2 separate regions of the Mus musculus genome follow, and region 2 is linked to region 1. Evidence: chromatin contacts called from public HiChIP or PLAC-seq data. All regions are on one chromosome and are shown on one strand. Each heading gives the region's core, a stretch centred on a gene start, on an enhancer-like site or on the middle of the called end of the contact. The rest is flanking DNA. Distances are from core to core; before and after follow the strand shown. Region 1 overlaps Gm41030 (a long non-coding RNA gene). Region 2 overlaps Gm34087 (a long non-coding RNA gene).

Region 1 (4,403 bases), core at 1,342-3,841:
GAGTCTGGGCCATTTGGGAGGGAACGTGATGGAAATATTTGCCCTGGGCTTGGAGAACCTATTTGTTTTGACGACTGCTGCTGCTGCTGCTATTTTCCTTAAAGTGGAAGATAGCAGGACTGGAAGAATGGGAGGCCCTGTCCTTTGGGTCCCGCCTTCTTGCACATGTGCAAGAGAAGAGACGCACGTTGTATATTAGCTGTGCCTCGGACAATAGAAAAGCCATCCTCAGTGCCCTTCCTCCACTCAGCTAAAGAAAGCGTTCATCTCCATAACTCTCAATCAAATTCTTAAAAACTGTGGAGCTAGAAAAGACATTTTCCCTTATTCCACTGGATATGTTTAATATTGACAAAGAGAAAGACAAGACACTTGTGACTTAACAAAGTTCTACATAAACGTGTACAACTGTATCTACTAGATTTTCACCTTAGTTTGAATTTTGATCTTCCTCATTACAATACAGACTTTTCTGCGAAGAATTGTCTACAAAACCCTAGTAAATTCTAATAAAACAAAATGCCTATAAAATTATAAATCAGGCTATTATTAATTTACGCCACTGTGGTAATATTATATTTACTAGATTTATTTTTAGTTTTTAAACAACTATAATTGTAATGCAAGAACGTGTTCAATGTTAAAGATTCTATTTCAAATTCAGTAAAATACTTCCTATGTGGATTAGCTCACACTTAACAAATGTGTCATACTCCATAAATACACCACATAATTAACCCATAGATACACCACACTTAGCAGAAAAGGTCATCTAGTCAGCGAGAATGTAATTAACAACCTGAAAGTTGTTTCCCCATTTTTTAACTCAAACCAGCAGCTCACACAGGACAATAAAAACGGAGGCACTTCCAGTTCTGTTTCTTTGTCCTTCGGGGTCATTGTTTCAAATCTACTGCTGTAACACAGGCAAACACAGGCAAGGGGCAGTGTGAACTCCGAGGCTTCCAAACCATCATGAGCAGACTTTCCAAATGAAAGCAAGCTTATTTCGACACAAGCAGGCACCCTTTGGATTAGCATCCACGAAAAATATACTTTCCAAAAGACTTATAGTAAAACGTGCTGATTTGATACATTTATGTATAGCCACATAGGCATCATTCGATCCTAGTAGTAATGACCTCTATTATGCACTAGTTAAATTGCTAAATTTTTCTCCAAGACAATAATATTTTCTTCCTTTAAAAAATACTTATCTACATTTTGTGTGTAGGAGTGTTTTTCTTCAATGTATGTATGTGCTCCACAGGCATACCTGATGCCTAAAAAGGCCGAAAGAGCATGACTGATGCCCTGGGACTCAAAGCACGGTTATGAGCACCCACGTAGGTGCTGGGACCTAGATACAAGTCCTCCGCAAGAGCAGCAAGTGTTCTTAACCACTGAGCCATCTCTCCAGGCCCCCCAAATATTTCCTTATTACACTATTTAGAGTTGGTGATAAGCAGATCCCACGTCACATGATCTTGTCATTATTTTAACATTCGATGATTTGTTCCTCTGCTGGTATTGGGCAGCCCACTCCAGCTGCCCCGCCCTTGCTGTGAATCCGGTAAACCCAGACCCATGGTAAGCTTAGCATGAGCAGCCTAGGCAGCCTCTGGAGACCTGAGCTGGGTGAGGAGGGCAAAAAGACCTGGCCAGAAGTCACCCATGCTGGTATCAGGATCTCCCAACCCAGTGATATCACATCTAGGTGACAGGGAGACCCTCACACCTGTTGCCAAGGCAACAGTCACCATATTCCCAGAATCCACTTGGCTTACCTCCCACCTTTACCTGTGGTTATGGCACTATCCATATAAAAGGAAGATCTCTCTCTCTCTCTCTCTCTCTCTCTCTCTCTCTCTCTCTCTCTCTCCCCCCTCCCATATGTTCTCAAGTCTGGGTGGGAGGGGCTATAAAGCTTATATTTGTAAACAAGAAAAAATAGGCTTCAAGGCCAAAGTGACTTATCCAGTGGCCCACTGATTTGTCCAGTGGTAGAATCCAGATTAAAACCCAGATGTGACGGCAAATCATGATCATAAAATTGATGGCATCTAAATCAGCTAAGAGACGTATCTTTGAGGAGGTCTGTATCGTTTCCAGGAAGGACTGTCTGAGGGTAGCAGACTGTTCCCCAGAGTGAGGGGTATCAAATGCAAAGTAGCCCAAACACAAAGAAATCACAGGGCGCAGCCCTTTACTGCTTGCTTGCGCCCCTTCATTTCTGGCCGTTGTATGGATCTGTTGCTGTTGTAGCTGCCCCAGCTGCCTCCGCCATCCAGCTACACAGGGCTAGGCTACTACTGAAATTCTAGCCTCTTCAGCATTCAGGCCATTGTGGGCTACCCAACCTATACAGCTGGAAGTCATATTAACAGATCCCTCTTGATAACATCTACGTCTATTTGTTTATTCACTCCAGACCTCGGCTTATTCACTCCAGAGCGCCACTGAACTAGGTCTGAACTCTGACCTGAAGGGGGCGTAGCAGAGCCTGTGGCCGGCACGGGAGCAGGCGCCATGTTAAGGGCCCCACTGCTCTCCGATGAACAGATACATACATCCCCAGGAATCCTTCAAGTCAGCCACACCTTAGAAACCAACTCAGCCTCAACAGAGGCCTGTCATGTGACCTAGGAGCTAAACCGAGTTTCACTCTCTAGTGATTTCTGGATGGCTCCTCCCTCTTTCCCACATCTATCCTCCATATTCTGTCTTCTCAATTCTCCTGTCTTGCTTAATTTTTAAAATGTGTATTTATTCATTCCTTTATTTGTGTGTCAGGTGTGCACCTGATGGCCATGGAGTTCAGAAGAAGACATCAACTACCCTGGAACTGGAGTTAGAGAATGTTGGGAACCTACGGGTGGATGCTGGGAATTGAACTCAGGTCCTCTAGAAGAACAGCCAGTGTTTTTGTTTGTTTGTTTATTTTTTTTGTTTGTTTTTGTTTTTGTTTTTTTGGCTTTGGCTTTTTCGAGACAGGGTTTCTCTGTATAGCCCTGGCTGTCCTGAACTCACTTTGTAGACCAGGCTGGCCTCGAACTCAGAAATCTGCCTGCCTCTGCCTCCCAAGTGCTGGGATTAAAGGCGTGCACCACCACGGCCCAGCACAGTTGGTGTTCTTAACCACCGAGCCATCTCTCTAGCCTGTTACTTCCTTTTTAACCTACTTCTTTAACAAAGTATCAGTATTTTCAGTGAGCGTGTTGGAGCTATCACATTAAGTTCCAAATAATTTCTCATTTGAGACCTTGCATACAACATGCACCTCTAAAGGGCTTGAGAGTCCCTTTACATCCTCTCTTTACTGCAAGCCCGGGAACATCTTGTGTTTCTCTGACTCCTCCCTGGGACATTAAAAAATGATAATCTACCCCTCCATATGGCCAGAACTTGAGTGAGGTTATGCTTACTGATTAGTATTGATCAGTTACTCGTTTATACCTGTTTATAATGGTTTCCCTGCAGTGTGCTCATTACGGTTTCCAGCATCAGACCGCAGAAAGCTTTGGGTTGTATAATAAGTGGAAGATCTTGCAAAGAAAGCAAGTCTGTCTTCAGCCTCTTCTCTCTCCAGTGACAGGAAAAGCCATTTATTTTGTCTCTTTGTGTAGTCTGGCCTTTGCATATGGTCACGGGCTGAAAGTACAGGGCCAGCCTTATCAAAGTCTAGGAGAAGGCTTCCCACCGCTTACCAACAGGACATGAAAATCACCATGGAAGGCAAAGACAGCCCAGGGCTGTGCAAGTGCTGGTATACAGCAAAGCTTGGAGTGCTTCCCTGGAATCCACATGATCAAGACAGCACAGAGCTAAGAGGGAGCTTCCGCCCATCTCAGAGTGGGGGGACAGATGTCATCTGTACCCTTTCGTCTTTAATAGCTGATCTGTTTCAAACAGATCAGGGGACAAAGTGTCTTTACAGTAGCAAAAAAAAAAAAAAAAGTGAAGATTAAGTTCAGGTCCATATATTATTATATATTATATATTAGCTCAACCAATGGACTTCAAAATATACAAACTTTTCCCTCATTCAAAAGATGTGTTAAGGTTGTCATGGCGATTCCAGTCACCAAGAAGCCAGAAGAATTGCATCTTTTTTTGTGACTGTTCGGCACATGCCTTGTATCTTTAAGTTCACCCTGTGGCCTGAGATGACACATTTAACACCAGGTAGATAATTTAAAATTATGTTCATTTACCATTGAGAATTTCTTGTTTTAATTGCCTTTTTCTGTTCTGTTCTCTATTATCTAATATGTATTTTCTTTTCCTTTATGCATGTGGCCATATGGAGATGGTTTACTCAATATAGTCAAATGTCCGAGTCCTTTTTTTTCCCAGCATATACTTTTTGCTACTTCAAAGAAAGCCTTCTCATTCCTGAGGTA
Region 2 (4,396 bases), core at 1,561-4,060, 80 kb before region 1:
GCTCATTAGTCTATTAGTTAACTAACTAACGCTGCCATATCTCTTATCAAAAAGACAGGTTTGCCTTGCTCATAAGCTTCACAATAATGGATGCACAAGTTCAGATGTAAACTCTCACAGACGTAACCTTCTGTTACTTCCGTATCTAAACTCAGCTTCCAGGGACTCAATGCTTCAGATGTCCTCCCTTTGTTATGCCACTGTCCTGACATTAACCAATAGAGCGCTTACAAATTAGCCTAACTCTACTAAAGCATCCCACTATATGATCTAACTGTATAATCACAACTTCAAATTATGAATTTCCTTTGATTGTCTCCTAACTACAGACTTAAAATGTTTCTCATGCTAAATCTATGCTATCGGCTATCATAGTTACAAATTTAAGTTTCTATTGGTTGTCAGTTAACTATAGACTTAAGGTGTTTCTTATGCTAAGCTATATGATCAACTATCAGATTTTCAAGTTTCCTTTCATTGTCTTTTAAATGTAAATTTTAAAATGTTTCTCATCATGCTACCTTTATGTATATTCAATCTCCTAGACAAAAGGAAGAAGCCCTTGTTCCTCCAGCTCCCCCTAAAGGCTTTTGTCTTCCCTAAGCTCACCTTAGGAAACCTGCGGCTAACAAATTTATCTCTTTTGTAAACTTATAAGCTCCAGGAAACCCACTCAGACCTACCTCTCATGGACCAAATAGACTCCATCCAGATATGAACATCCACCAACTAATAGTCTGAGTTTCTACCTGTTACCTATTCCAGAGGGTGGCATTTCCCTCCTGTTCCCTGGTTTGGGGACTCCCCTCATCTCAACCACCAAGACCTAAGGGTTTCAAATGTACACCTAAGAAAAGTTTTTTCTCCCAAATCTACTTAACTTTATTTTCTTTGTGTGTGTGCGTGTGCGTGTGTGTTTAAGCATCTTAGCAAGTACAGCTTTAAAAATCTACATCCAGGACAGCTCCTGAGAAGCAAGCCACAGATGCTCCAGCCTGCTCTCACAGACACAGACGCTTCTACTGGACCTGCACCTTCCTACCTAAAAATGGTTCCACAGATCTTAGACAGCAAGGAAGCAGCTAACTCTCCTAAGACTGGACCAGCACCCCCACTCCCATTTTCTTAGGTTCCCCAGAGACATGTCACCCCAAAGTCAGCAAGAAGTAGCTAAAGATCACAATGACCCTATTCCTGTTTCACCACCACTTCTTTCTAGATTCTCCTTTTTAAATTAAACTAAAATGGAGGAATGCTGGCATTCCTTGTACGATCCGGCCCAACAGTTACCTAGCAACAACCACATAGGCCTGGCTTGCTATAAAAGGGACTGTTTGGCCTCTCCCTCAATGTCTAACTCTATCTGCCCTTCTGCCCCTTTTCTCTCTCTGATCTCTCTCTCTCTCTCTCTCTCTCTCTCTCTCTCTCTCTCTCTCTCTCTCTGCCTCTACTCCTGTCTCAACTCCCCTTCCCACACCCCCAAATAAACTCTATTGTATACTAAACCCATTATATGACTGGTACGATGCTTCAGCATGGGCCCACTGAGTTACCTCCTCCCACGGCACCATACTGTGCCCTACAGAACATATTCTTGGTTTTATAAAACACATCAATACCCATCAATTATCTCTTTCTTTTTTTCAGATGTGGTGAGATAATACAAATGGATGGATAGCATGATTCTTCAGTCCTCATGTGTAAATAAATTCTAGTATAGCTGCCACTGTTGTGCAGATTGGGACTGGGCACGATCAGCGTTATGATGGGAGTAAACACAAAAAAGGTGAAACCCCTTCCCGTGCTCTGTTCTTCCATCTCCAGCCCCAAAGGGTCATGGAGTCTGCCTCCGTCCAGCTGAATGGCAGCATCCTTCCATGGGTAAGGGCTTCCTGGAACATTTGCTGACCCTCTGGGACATGTCTGACCCTCTGCTCCCTGCTCAGGACTTTGGGGACAGAACACATGTGTCTATTTCTTTCTTGATTCTGCGTCTATTTTTAGAGTCCTAGATAACTACCAAAGTGCAGTTTTGTGCCTCCCTCCCTCCTATCACCTGCTCTTGTGTTTTGTGGCACAAAGGATGCACTATAGGCTCAAGCAAGCTCCACCCCCACCCCTGAGGACAGAAGGCATAGGGAAACACGTCAAAGCACAACAAGTGACCATGGCTGCACCTTACTTGAAGGGAGTTCCCAAGGAGAATCATTTGCCCAGCCAAGGACTCTCTGGACTCACCAGAACACTTTTTATTTAGCGCAGTGAGACCAGGTACCGGTATCCTTCAAAAGCTCCTTAGACATTCTGAAATTCAGAAAGACCCAAAAGAATCAAATGAGCACCCACTTTCTGGAACTCCAGGCTTGCCTCATTGCAGGACTAAGACCAGGAATCCAGCTGAGTCTGACTTGCAGCCACAAGGGACTTTTCCCAGTGTGATGCCCTTAGTTAAGGAGGTGGGGCAGAGGGGTTGAAGGGGAGGGTATCAGGACCACAACAAATGGAGAAAGGAGAGAATTTCTTTGGTAATAAGGCTGGCCCCACCATTCTCGGGCTCCCAAGTGACCTGGACCTTCAGGGGTGCCTATAAATCAGATTGTATAAGCCAGGGCTTGCTTGTGTGTTATACATTACCATAATTTTTTTTTATTTTAGTAAAAAAAACTCTGGCTTTTTTTTTTCAAGTCACAGGACTCCAGCCCTCCTGGCAGGTCCTAAGTGAAACAAATTACTTCTAGAGAGTAAGCTCTATACCCTGGCCTCCTCCCTCATTGAACCCGCAGCTGCCTCTTTGTAAGCCTAAGACTATTGTAAGCTATTGCCCTAGGGGCAACCAAGGGGCTGTGTCTCCCTGCAGGTGTGCCAGGAAGACAGCGGGAGTCTGTAGGAAGCAGAGGTTGGTTGGACCTAGAAGCTGATTCAAGCTACATTATTACAAAAAGTTATTAAGCGATATTCAGTTACAGGATCCTGGGCTAAACAAAGAATGAGGCCCGGGGCAGCCAAAAACCATATGGACCTGGAGGTTGCACACACCTGCATGGGAGCGGGCAGGCCCAGTTAGAAGCCGTCATCAATTCTAGGAAAGCCATAAAGTTTGGACTTGCTTCATGGCACTTTCTAATTAACTGTGTGGTGAGTTTTCTCCACTTTCCTATAAAAGCCGGTGCCCCTCCTCCACCCCTCTCTCTACCTTGTCTCTCTCCCTCATGTCCCAAGACACCTGGGGAAAAGTTTCCCAGGGAAGCTCTCCAGTGGGCCTCAGACCATGGAAGACACTCTAAGCAGGAAGATGGCACTCGTTCTTGTGTGGAGAGAAAAAAAAGAATAGAACAGGCTCTTTGAAAGGCTCTCAAGAGAATCATCCAAAACAAGGAGCCAGCACGGCCTCCCTTAAAGAAGAGGGAGAAGCTACAAGTCACTTGAGCTGATGAAGGGAAGAACATTGGTTTAGCCAATTCTACTTACCCAACAGACTGGATAAACAGAAAGGAGAAAGATGAGTCTTAATTCTGCGGTGATATGCAAGAAGATATAGCATCTAGTGTTTAGGTTCTTTGCAAAGCAGATGCCTTGGTGGATGTCTGCTATAATTTTCATACTGGTAAATCCGTGTGCTCGTGTGACTCTGAGCACCCTACGGTGGCAAAATCCCAAGGCAGCTTAGTCTCCAGGGCTTTCTGGAGAATTGTGTTGATGCATTTAGAACATCTGCATAATGCACACTTACACTATGGACCACGAAGTCACATTCAGAAGGCAGAACTCATCTCTCACCATTGCTCATCTGCAAAAAGAGGAGGAAAAATGCAAAGTATTTCTGATGAGGCAGAGGTTTCCCTTGGCCTCTTACCTGGCTGGGCTGACGATTTCTCCATCTGGTGCTGACAGCAACTTTGGCTGGTGCTGAGGTGGGGCCTGGCCCGGCTTGCTCCCTTTGACCTCCACAGTGCAAATCTCTTGAAACGATAAAGGAGCCGAGTGTGAGGCAAGGCCTCGAGCCTGGGCGGATGAATGTGCCCTACAGCTTCTCGGAGCACAGCAGGGAGATGTCTGAACAAAGCATGGAGACCTGCACTGAGGCCCTGGTGGGCTGTTCCAAGACTGCACTCCAGGATCCACCTAGACCTAGCCATTTGGTCCTGGCTATTGAAACAGAAAGGCCTATTGCTCCAGGCCATGCTGTGCTTTTGCAAAAGAGTTGCCTTGTGAGAACTCAGAATATTACTATTGGTCAGCTTGTAGATGCATGTCTGCCTTCAGATTGGTATAAAGCAACAGCCCTCAACCTGTGGGTCACAGTCCCCTTGGGGATTGAATGAGCCTTTCACAGGGGCTTAAGACCATCTGCATATCAGATATTTACATGATGATTCATAACAGCATCAGCATTACA

What was found. HiChIP or PLAC-seq counts read pairs in DNA pulled down with a chosen protein or histone mark.
Region 2: an H3K27ac HiChIP or PLAC-seq map of embryonic stem cells shows a contact between it and region 1, with 11 read pairs. The contact joins two enhancer-like sites. A contact is called at or near these places in 1 of 15 datasets of contacts at CTCF or cohesin (the NIH/3T3 cell line), 21 of 484 Hi-C or Micro-C datasets (Sertoli cells, bone marrow-derived macrophages, brown adipocytes and 4 more), 6 of 115 datasets of contacts at active chromatin or transcription factors (embryonic stem cells and pancreatic cancer cells) and 1 of 9 other capture datasets (embryonic stem cells).

What each region holds. Positions count from the first base shown.
Region 1 is chr13:97,519,324-97,523,726 of GRCm38.p6, reverse strand. It overlaps Gm41030 (a long non-coding RNA gene), which reads left to right. Exons shown (of 3, transcript XR_001781023.2): 3 at 2,794-2,877. Among named protein-coding and RNA genes, the nearest start is that of Gm41030, 5.7 kb to the left of the region's middle. Within about 2 kb of position 2,591, at least 3 of the 459 cell types and tissues checked have an H3K27ac peak or open chromatin away from gene starts, as enhancers often do. A contact at or near this core is called in embryonic stem cells, where this site is marked.
Region 2 is chr13:97,599,940-97,604,335 of GRCm38.p6, reverse strand. Gm34087 (a long non-coding RNA gene) reads left to right here. Exons shown (of 5, transcript XR_873831.2): 5 at 1,648-1,726. Among named protein-coding and RNA genes, the nearest start is that of Gm34087, 21 kb to the left of the region's middle. Within about 2 kb of position 2,810, at least 9 of the 459 cell types and tissues checked have an H3K27ac peak or open chromatin away from gene starts, as enhancers often do. A contact at or near this core is called in embryonic stem cells, where this site is marked.